2 separate regions of the Mus musculus genome follow, and region 1 is linked to region 2. The links are chromatin contacts, called in public promoter capture Hi-C maps. All regions are on one chromosome and are shown on one strand. The core of a region is the stretch at or near the end of the contact, and the rest is flanking DNA. Distances in the headings are between cores, read along the strand shown. Region 1 holds the start of Gnl3 (guanine nucleotide binding protein-like 3 (nucleolar)). Region 2 holds the start of Sec24c (Sec24 related gene family, member C (S. cerevisiae)).

Region 1 (5,331 bases), core at 1,807-4,306, about 10 Mb before region 2:
CAGGTTCAATCCCAGCACCACGTGGAACTGGGCATGGTGGTACACACATGGAATACTACCATTAAGAAAGTGGAAACAGGCCGAGCGTGGTGTACATGCCTTTAATCCCAGCACTTGGGAGGCAGAAAAACAAAATTTTGCATAATTTAAAAACAGTCTCTAAGTACTACTTCATTATTTCTTTATCCATAAGCAGAAAACAAATGATTCTGGGGTTTAATTTCAGATGTTAGGATGGCCTTATTTACAGTAAAAAATGCAAGTGTCTGACAATGAATCTGGATACTCCCAGTGCACAATAAATACTTCAGAAGTCTGGGAAGAGGAAAATCAAAGTACTTGCCATGCAAGCATGAGGGCCTGAGTTCAGATCCCCAGGACCCACAACAAAAGCTAGGCACAACTGTGTGGCCCTCTGACCCCATCACTGAAGGTACAGAGGAGGTGTAAAGACATTAAGATCACTGGGGTTTGCTGGCGATCAGCCTAGTCAAACCCCAGCAAACTCCAGGTATATAATGAGAGAATTTGTCTTCAAAAATAAGGTAGCCCTGGAGAGATGGCTCAGAGGTCAAGAGCACTGGCTACTCTTCTATAGGGCTTGAATTAGATTTCTAGCACCCACATGGCAGCCATAACCATCTGTAACTCCAGTTCCAGGGGACCCTCTTCTGATTTCTTGAGGCACAGCCATACATGGAGACAAAACATCCACACACATAAGATAAAAATGAATAGATCTTAATATAAATTAAAAAAAAACAAACAATAGAAAAACAATGCCATGGATCTCTAGCCTCTACAGACACAGGCATACATATACCAAGTAAGTCTTTTAAAGAGTACTTAAGAATATGGAACTGTGGGGGCTGGAGAGATGGCTCAGCAGTTAAGAGCACTAACTGCTCTTCCAGAGGTCCTGAGTTCAATTTCCAGCAACCACATGGTGGCTCACAACCATCTGTAATGGGAACTGATGCCCTCTTCTGGTGTGTCTGAAGACAGCTATGGTATACTCATATACATAAAATAAATATTAAAAAAAAAATATGGAACTGTGTAAGTACCTAGTATAGCCAAATACCTGACAACATACTTTTAGTATTCTGTGTTTTTTAGTAATATTCAGCATTGTAACAAATACTTAAAACAAAAATTGTGGTAATAAGTAGGCAATTACCATCCTACTTCTCACAGGAAAACCACCTTCACCACTGCCACTCAGAGCCTTTAATATTTACCTACTCCTTATGTTATCTTTTGTTGTTGTTGTTTTCTCTCCTTTTCTTTTTGCAACAGGGTCTCATCCATACCATATTAGTCTTGAACTCAGGGCTTGAATTTCTGAGCCTCCTGCCTCCACATGCTAAATGCTGGGATAGCATGTACCACCATGTCCAGTTTATGTAGTATACGGACCTGAACCCAGTGCTTCACAAATATACCAGATTCTCTACCAACTCAACTACAGTTCAACCCAACTATCTTTCCCATAAATGGAGTGATATAAAAATGAAGAGGTAACCAAGTCAGCACTCTCTTTCATGATGTCTGATGTCTTCCTAACAGTCTACTAGACGGGTCTATAGCATGGGGATTTGGGGAATGCACTAGTACTTGAGCTACGTTTCACACTCTAAGGTGCATCTGCACATACAGGTGTTACTGTTTTAATCCCAAACATGTCTTCAGCAGTTACTATCCTCACTTCCCCCACCCTCCAGCAGTGGCACACGCCTGTAAACCCAGCATTCAGGAGACTGAGGCGGGTGATCCAGAAGTCTGAGGTAAATCTAGCAGCAAAGTAAGGCCACTTCAAAGATAAACGAGGATACTTTCCAATCTTTCATTTTGGATCTTAAAAACTACTAAAGCAAAAGCTATGTTCCTCAACATCTGGAATCCAATATGCTTCTGAATTACTTTGGGGGGAAAAGCCTACTACCAAATGGGTTAAGAAAGAAACGTATAACCACTTTTTTGTTTTAATGGCAGGTCTCACTATGTAACCCAAGTACACTGGAACTTGCGATACTCCCAACTCAAGAGCTAGAACAGGTGTTTTCTACTGTGCCTGGCTCCTACAGTAAGTTTTGAAAAGTTTGGATTAAGATAGCATATTCCACCATACGCTTCTATAGTTAGTCCTCGAATTCCTACATCCGGTCTATTGTGTATTTGTCATTTGTTTTCCAGGAATTTTATATTTTTGTCCCCCCTTTGATATCAAATTTTCTTAAAATAAGACTCACTTCTTCAGAAAACAAAATTTTGAAACGGAAAATACTTTTAAAACCAGAAAATACAGTTTACAAAAACTCAACTCGTCGTGACGGTACAAATGAGAAGCTTAAGTACCTAGCCTGTAAATAAGTAAGTCTCTCTGACAAAAACAAAAAAATATTCCGTTTGGGCGATCATTGGGAAAGAAAAAAACAAAAACAAAAACTCAATAGGGAGTTTTTTGCCGAACGCACAAGAAACCAAAAAAAAAAAAAAAAAAAAAAAAAAAAAAAAAAAAAAAAAGAGGCCTTGAGAGGCGGAGGAAAAGAAGAGTTCGCCCGACCTGTCACTGGTTCTGGGGCTAAAGGAAACGTTGACAGCTTTGAAGGCGGCCCGCGACGGGCGGGAAAGAGCAGCGAAGGGAGTTTCCGGGCCCTGCTCTGCCTTTGTCCCGGCGGCAGGTGCGGCCGGGCTGCTGGGCCCTGTCCCGAGGCCCCGCCGCCGTGCCGTGCCGCGCCCCGCCCCGCGCCCTGCCCGACCAGCGCGTCCGCACCACGGGGCGGGGCCTCCGCCGCGACTCCCGCCCGCCCGCCCGCCCGCCCGGGCCGACACAAAGGCCCGGCAGCCGGCCGAGGAGGGGCGGCCCCGCCCGCCCCGGGCCCGGCCTTACCCCGCCGCTCCGCCGCCTGCAGCCCCGGCTGCGGTCCCCGACCGCCGAGCCCCGCCCCGTGGCCGCCACGGCTGCTAGCGCTCCTCTGGCCGCGGCCGTCTCTCCGGCACCCGCCGCCCTCACCGCCCTCACCCCTCCCAGTGCTGCCGTAAATCCAACCTGTGGCCGCCAGGCGAGCCCGGCTCGGCGCGACAGTGTATGTGTGTGCGCGCGCACTCGGCCCGGCCCCGACACACTTTCCGGCAGGTCCTGGAGCGCGTGACGTTGAACCGCAGTTCCAGTTCGCACGTGGCGCCCGAGAAGTCGTGGTGATCCCGAGACCTCCTCTGCTCCTGAAGCGTCCGCGGCCAGGATGAAGAGGCCTAGTGAGTGGGGTCGGGAGCGAAACGCGCGGGTGGTGCTTTGTGGCTGGAGGGAGAGGACTCTCCATAGGCCATTGATGAGTTCCGCGTAGATCTGATGCTTAGAAGGCCCAGACCCAAATTTGGCCTGTTGTATAGCAGGAGAGCTAAGCCCTTGAGAGGAAAACCGAGCCAGATTTCTGTGATTAACGTGTTTGAGCCTCTTTTCGAGCCTGCCGTTTTCCTAGAACTATTCAGAACCATGGTCTTTCGGCCTTGGTGGCACGCGCCCTAATCATGTACACGAAGGATGACGCAGTAAGATAGAAAGTTTGCAGCCAGCCTGGGCTGTATACTGAAACCATGGCTTAAAAATTAAAAAAAGAGCCTGGCCGTGTTGGCGCACGCCTTTAATCCCAGCACTTGGGAGGCAGAGGCAGGCGAATTTCTGAGATCGAGGCCAGCCTGGTCTACCAGGACAGCCAGGGCTACACAGAGAAACCCTGTCTCGAAAAAATAAAAATAAAGAAAGAAACCTTGATATTTGTAGTGCTTTCCTCTAGAAGCTGCTTCCATTGTGGGTCCACCGAGTCGAATTGACTGGCGTTGTGGTGTGATTTCCATTAAATACCCTGCATAACTTTGCAGGGACGGTTGAGGCAAGATCTATGTTGCCCGGGATAGCCTTATTGTTGTAGGCCCCCATGGCCTGATAAAACAATCTCTTGAGGGCCAGGAATATGGCTATAAACACTTGCCACTAAGCCTTACTGTCAAGAGTTCAAACTCATATGATAGGTAGAACTGACTCCTGGAAATTGCTTTCAGACCTACACACAAAATAAGTAAATGAAACATTTTGGGTATGGAGTGAAGACCCAGGGTTGTCCCAGCCCACGTGGCAGCTCCATGCTGTCTGTAGAAGGACAAGTGATGAAGCCCTCTTGTGGCTTCCTTTGCAAGAACACTACATGCACGTGGTTGGTCTGCTGACAAGAGAGGGCAAAACATCCATATAGGTGATGTGAGAAATTTAAAACACTCACTGCTCATGTGTGCAGTCTTTCTCTTTCTTTGTTTTGGCAGAGTTAAAGAAAGCGAGTAAACGTATGACCTGCCATAAGCGATATAAAATTCAAAAAAAGGTAAGTGTTCTGTGAGGCCCATAGCAAGTGGGGTGCTAACATGGCTTTCTTCATCTCTGTGGGGAAGGCTCTTGTCATGGTATAGGATTGGACAGACTGCAGCTGTGGGAAAGTACAGGGTAAACGAAAGCCTCAAGCTAGCACACTGGCATCTTTACAGAGAGCTGCAACACTTTTCTGTTTTTTGTGTACATGTTAATTCCCTGTATAGTTCCAGTTGAAGTTCTGCTTTTCTAGGGTGCTTCACATCCATTATAAATTGCGGATAGGCTGGCTTGTTCCCTAAGTTCTCAGTGCTTATGTATTTTTGTAGGGCGAGTTGTTTCTTTTGTATTAATACTGAGGATTGAACCAAGGCAAGTGCCTTCCGACCTCATAGAGCTGTTTTTAATAGGTCCGAGAACATCATCGAAAATTAAGGAAGGAAGCTAAAAAACGGGGTCACAAGAAGCCTAGGAAGGACCCAGGTGTTCCAAATAGTGCTCCCTTTAAAGAGGCTCTTCTTCGTGAAGCTGAACTAAGGAAACAGCAGGTAATTTTTGCTGGCTGAAAGCTCCAGTAGAATGATATATGTGGTTTCCAAAGCAATACACTGCCACCAGTCACTCGCTCATTCCTCTCTTTCACGTCTCTGACACAGCTTGAAGAACTAAAACAGCAGCAGAAACTTGATAGGCAAAAAGAGCAAGAAAGGAAAAGAAAACTTGAAGTTAGCCCTGGTGATGAGCAGTCTAATGTGGAAACTAGGGAGGTAAGGTTATCTTTCCTTAAAACTTGCGTTCCTTGGGAGTAACAAAACGTAGGCTTTCTCATCCATTTAAAATATATTGCCTGTAGTGATCTGTGGGAAATGTTGATATACTGGTAACAACTGCTGTTTCTAATTTTTCTTCCTTTTAGGAATCTGACGAGCCCAAAAGAAAGAAAGCCAAAGCAGGCAAACAGAATCCAA
Region 2 (5,177 bases), core at 242-2,741:
TCAGAAACTTCCTGCCCCGCCAGTATGCAGTCACTTTCTTCAAAGCAAGGGTTTTGTTACTGTGAACCCCATGTTGTGTCACTGCCAAGAAGGTATAAATTTCAACTTCAGACAGACTTAATGGAACAGAACAGCAGCAGCCATTCTCCAGTGGTATGACTTTCAGTGTCCAGGCAGTCACACAGAGTCCTCTGCCTGATAACTACCATGATGTTACAGGTAAATAAAGCAATGTTTCCACTTTCCATTCATTGTATCTACCACCAAGTCATCCATTCATCCCCCAAAACAGAATAACTTCAAATGTACTAGGTTTTGTTCAAACACACACACACACACACACACACACACACACACACACACACAAAGAAAAACTGTAAAGTAGCTATTTGGGAGAAACAGTATTCTTTGTCTGACCTACAATAATCCAAATGTTACTCTGACCCCAGTCTTTCCATGAACAGAATGTATTAACCTCACAAATGAAACATTTAAGATAAAAAAAAAGTAGCAATATTCCATGGCAAAGGTCATTCATCTCATGTCTCAAGCAGAGGACTATGGGTATTCTACATCCAAGAGCATGCCTGTAATTGTTTCTGTTCTAAGGTTTGTTTGATAGGTCGCTATCAAACTATTGCAATCTTGCCCAGGAACAGAAGGATGAGTTGGAGGTCCTTTTCAGGGGTCATTCCAACAAGGGGACTGGAGATCTAAACATCCTTCTAGTTATTATACAGGCAGAAGAGGCCCAGGAAGAGTGAGACCTCCTTTCAGGTGCTGCAGTAGAACAATAGGTTTCTCTTTGCTAGGAGAGCCCAGAAGCTAAACCGCTGCCGGACTGAAAACTCTGTAAAGTCAAAGCCATTTTAGAACAGTCCTTCCAAACGCTAAACGTTGCACATGCCACCAACATCAAGCCTGGGAAACGTCCCTCTCCCTTTAATTTCCTGAAGGAGGCTGAGGGACCGAATAAGCTCAGAGTCAAACTCCAATCTTGACTCCATTCTAGGGGGATAGCCGAGGGTGACAACCGAAAGGGGCGGGGCAAGCTTCCTAGAACTCTGAAAGTACCCGAGATGCGGAGGCTTGAGCGCTCCAGAGATCGAGATCCGGAAGCCAAGCCAGCCTCTAGGGCCACGAAGAGGGCCGGTTCACTAAGCAGTAAAGACCAATCCTCTAATGCCCTTCAACATGCTGGGAGGGCGAAGCGAGCCGGAACCTGGGCCAGGAGGTGAAGGGAGGGGTCCGGGGACCTAAGACCGATCGCCGGCCACAGATGCGAGAGGTGAGGGTCTCTTTCTAGGCCCCGCCTCCAGGCTCCTCCCTTTCCTCTAAAACCGGACAGCGATCAGGCCAAAAATACCCTGGCCTCTCCTCAGCATTCCTCCCCACCACGCAACCTCGCGATGCCACTCCTCACCCGGCTCCAGATCCAGGTTCGACTTCGTTCCTAACGTCAAGGCTCCCAGGCTCAACTTCCGGTTCCGAGGGGGGGGGGGCTGGCGTGCCGTCCCCGGAAGTTCCGCCCCATGCTCTAGGGCTAGGCCACTCCTTCTGCCACGTCGGCCTTAGGCACGCTTCCGGAAACCCGGATGTTGCGCATGCGTATGTGGTGTATCCCGTCATGGACGCAGTCTGTAAAGTATTGCTGAGTTTCATGCTTTTTTTTTTTTTTTTTTTTTTCTTTCCTTTCCAGATTTTTCCACATTTTCCAGACTTTTTTTATGGCTTTACCAGCTGAGAGGGTATTGAGAAAACTAGGTCAGATTATTTTTAGTAACGCTCCCTTCGTCGTGTGTTGACTTTAAGGACAGCTAGTCTTGTATCCACTTCCTGTTAACCTTTCACCCCGTTGATTTGCGTCCCTACGGTAGAGCTCACCCTGACCTTTGAGCCACACGTGGTAGTGGTAGGGTGGGTTCTAACCCTCGACTTTGGGCCGATTAGTTCAATGTTTGGACAACTTCTGCCCCGGTTTACTTCTTTAATGAAAAGAATTCGTGTCGAACAGTGAATTGGGATGAATTTAGAGACGTTTCCTAAGATTGTTCAGTATAATGTTTATTCAATAAAGATTAGTTACCATTTTATGCCTTGCCCTTTTTTTAATAGAGGTAACTCTACCAGAATATAAAGACCTCCCTGCTCTCTGTTAAAAGAGCTACAATTCTTTCAGTAATCATAAGACTCTTCAGAGAACAATGTTAACTAATAAATGATTATTGCTCTTTTATCCTCTAATCAGTTTTTTGAGACTGGATCTCAATTTATAGGCAGACTATCCTGAAACTGGATATATAACCCATGATCACCGTGAACTCCCACTTTTTATGCTTCCAACCTCTCCGTTGCATGCATTGGAATTCTTTCTGTGCTGTTATGCTTTAAGCACTTCTTTGGGCCAACTTAGGTTCATGAATAGAGTAGGCAAACTGTTTTGTGGGGTTTTTTCCTACGTAATGGTAGTTACACAGTAATGCATGCTTAGAGAAAAATGGGCATTTAAGTTTGCATGTCAGTTACTAACCAGTCAGTTGTTTCTGTCTAGCTTGTTTTAAAATGTCTTATGTATGGGTGTTTTGCCTGAATGTGTATCTGTGCACTTTGTGACTACAGTACCTGCAGAGGCCAGAAGAGGGCACTGGATCCCCTGGAACTGGAGTTAACAAATCTTGTAAGATACATGGATGCTGGAAATCAAACCCAAGTCACCTGGAAAAGCAGCCAGTGTTCTTTGTCACCAGCCCTGTTTCTATCCACTTTTAAAATACTGTCCGTGGATCCTAGTATCAGTATCAGCTGAGACTTGTTAGAAATGTAAATTAATATCTTTCCTATTTATTTGGGATTTTTTTTTTTTTTTCAGAGACAGGTTTTCTCTGTGTAGCCCTGGCTGTCCTGGAACTCACTCTGTAGACCAGGTTGATCTTGAACTCAGAAATTCACCTGCCTCTGCCTCGCAAGTGCTGGGATTAAAGGGTACATTACCACCACCACTTTTATCCACTCTTATGACTCTCTCTCTCTCTCTCTCTCTCTCTCTCTCTCTCTCATAGGAGGTCTCACTGTATAACCCTCCTGAATTCATTGTGTGGATCCAGCCGGTCTCCAATTCACAGAGATCCTTCTGCTTCTGCCCCCAGCGAGCTGCGATTAAAAGCATATGCTACCAAAGCTGACTAGAAATGTGCTCTAATTCACCTACATGTAGTTCAGTTTTGGGGACGGGGCTCAGCAAACAGTACTCCATTACACCAAGCTTGACAAATGACTCCCTCCTGGTTGATTCTCTTGCTGACTAACAGTTGTCAGTTTAAGAATTTGCCAAATGCAGATAACATTTGTTGAGCACTTGAGCTGCCCGAGCTTGAGCCCTCCCTCACCTTAGCATTTCACATGATTTATCCCATTCATATTTCATCACACCATAAGGAGGCAGATATAATCTGTCTTGCTTAAAGTTATGCACTCCTAATAAGAGCTAAGATTCACAGCTTAAAGATGGAGGCTATAAATTGCATTTTAAATTTTCCTATAACTCAACTTTGCACTTAGAATGGAGGCAGAGACAGGAAGATCAGAACCTCAGGCACACCTTGTTTATCACAAGTTCAAGGCCAGATTAGGCTATATAAGACCCTGTCTTTTTTTTTTTTTTTTAGATTTATTTATTTTATGTATGAGTACACTGTAGCCATCTTCAGACACACCAGAAGAGGGCATCAGATCCCATTACTGATGATTGTGAGTTACCATGTGGTTGCTGGGAATTGAACTCAGGATCTTTGGAAGAGCAGTCAGTGCTCTTAATCTCTGAGCCATCTCTCCAGCCCCAGACCCTATCTTTAAAAACAAAGTTCAAGTTTAGCTTGGGCTGTGTAGTGAGAGCTTGTCTCAAAAAGGTAAATAAATAAAGAGAAAAAACTGTAGGTGTAGATGGAGGCCAGTATAGGGTGCTTGCCTGGTGATTGTTCAGTTACTACCTAGTAGGTGTAGACCAGTAATGAGGGGTTGTGTGTGTGTGTGTGTGTGTGTGTGTGTGTGTGTGTGTGTGTTATTTTAGGTGTGTGTGTGTGTGTGTGTGTGTGTGATTTTAGGTGAACCCATAGCTGTCAAAGTGTTGTGGGTGTGGGGCTGGAGAGATAGGTCTGCAGTTAAGAGCACTGGCTAGGAGCTGGGCGTGGTGGCACACGCCTTTGATCCCAGCACTCAGGAGGCAGAGGCAGGTGGATTTCTGAGTTTGAGGCCAGCCTGGTCTCTAGAGTGAGTTCCAGGACAGCCAGGGCCATACAGAGAAACCCTGTCTCAAAAAACCAAAAAAAAAAAAAAAAAAAAAAGTAAAACTAAGGGACAGGCAAAGGTGGCTCTTGCAAAAGAGCCATTTGTTCCCCAGGACTTACACTGAGAGGTTTGTAACTGCCTGTGACTCCAGCTCCGGGAGATAGAATGCTCTCTTGCGACTCCAGTCACTTGCAGTCACATGCACACGCAACCCGCACACAAACATGTGACTAAGCAGAGAAGGGAGAGCCAGATGCTTTTTGTTACTGGTAAAGTCAAGCAACTTTGTGAAATCACACTAATAACAAGGTAACAAGAACTCAGATACTGTTTTTCTAACTCTAAATTCTGATTTTTATAACTTTGTCATAGTTAGGATTTATCACAAACCTGCAGAACTGTAGTGGATTGGTCTGGTACTGCTTTTATTCAAATGCTAATTCTGCACCCTAAGATCTGGCTGCTCCAAGACCGTCACATATACCAGTTTTTGTTATATAAATCTCGCTCCCCAAATTATCTGTGATTGGTTAATAAAGATGTCTACAGCCTGTAGCTGGGCAGAAGAGTGGTAGGTAGGGCTTTGTTTCCTGGGCTTAGGGTCTGAGACAAGGACCATAAGAGTGTGGAAATATAGGAAGAAGAAGGAATAAGTCGCCACGGGGAAGGAGGATCATAATAAGTACATGGCCATGAGGGCCAGCCTCTTGAAGTAGGAGTGGCCCAGGTGGAACATGGCAAGTGCTATCTCAGGGTTACTGACAGGGAAGTAGACAGACTAGCATAGAGGGTTCACATCCACCCAGCTCTAGTGCTATAAGAATTATAAAGGTTTTGTGTCCTTTATTTGGCAACTAAATGATCTAAGGTGGTGTAGAAATCCCCAATTAATA

The links. Promoter capture Hi-C pulls out the DNA fragments that hold promoters and counts their contacts.
Region 1: a promoter capture Hi-C map of cranial neural crest shows a contact between it and region 2. The contact joins the promoter of Gnl3 here to the promoter of Sec24c in region 2. A contact is called at or near these places in 3 of 39 promoter capture datasets (cranial neural crest, frontonasal cranial neural crest and liver).

The regions. Positions count from the first base shown.
Region 1 is chr14:31,016,856-31,022,186 of GRCm38.p6, reverse strand. Gnl3 (guanine nucleotide binding protein-like 3 (nucleolar)) reads left to right here and starts at 3,056. Exons shown (of 15, transcript NM_153547.6): 1 at 3,056-3,258; 2 at 4,321-4,379; 3 at 4,774-4,911; 4 at 5,020-5,130; 5 at 5,280-5,331. The coding sequence starts at 3,246. Pbrm1 (polybromo 1) reads right to left here and starts at 3,049. Exons shown (of 33, transcript NM_001081251.1): 1 at 2,894-3,049. RefSeq lists an enhancer at 2,318-2,346.
Region 2 is chr14:20,670,635-20,675,811 of GRCm38.p6, reverse strand. Sec24c (Sec24 related gene family, member C (S. cerevisiae)) reads right to left here and starts at 1,491. Exons shown (of 23, transcript NM_172596.2): 1 at 1,424-1,491.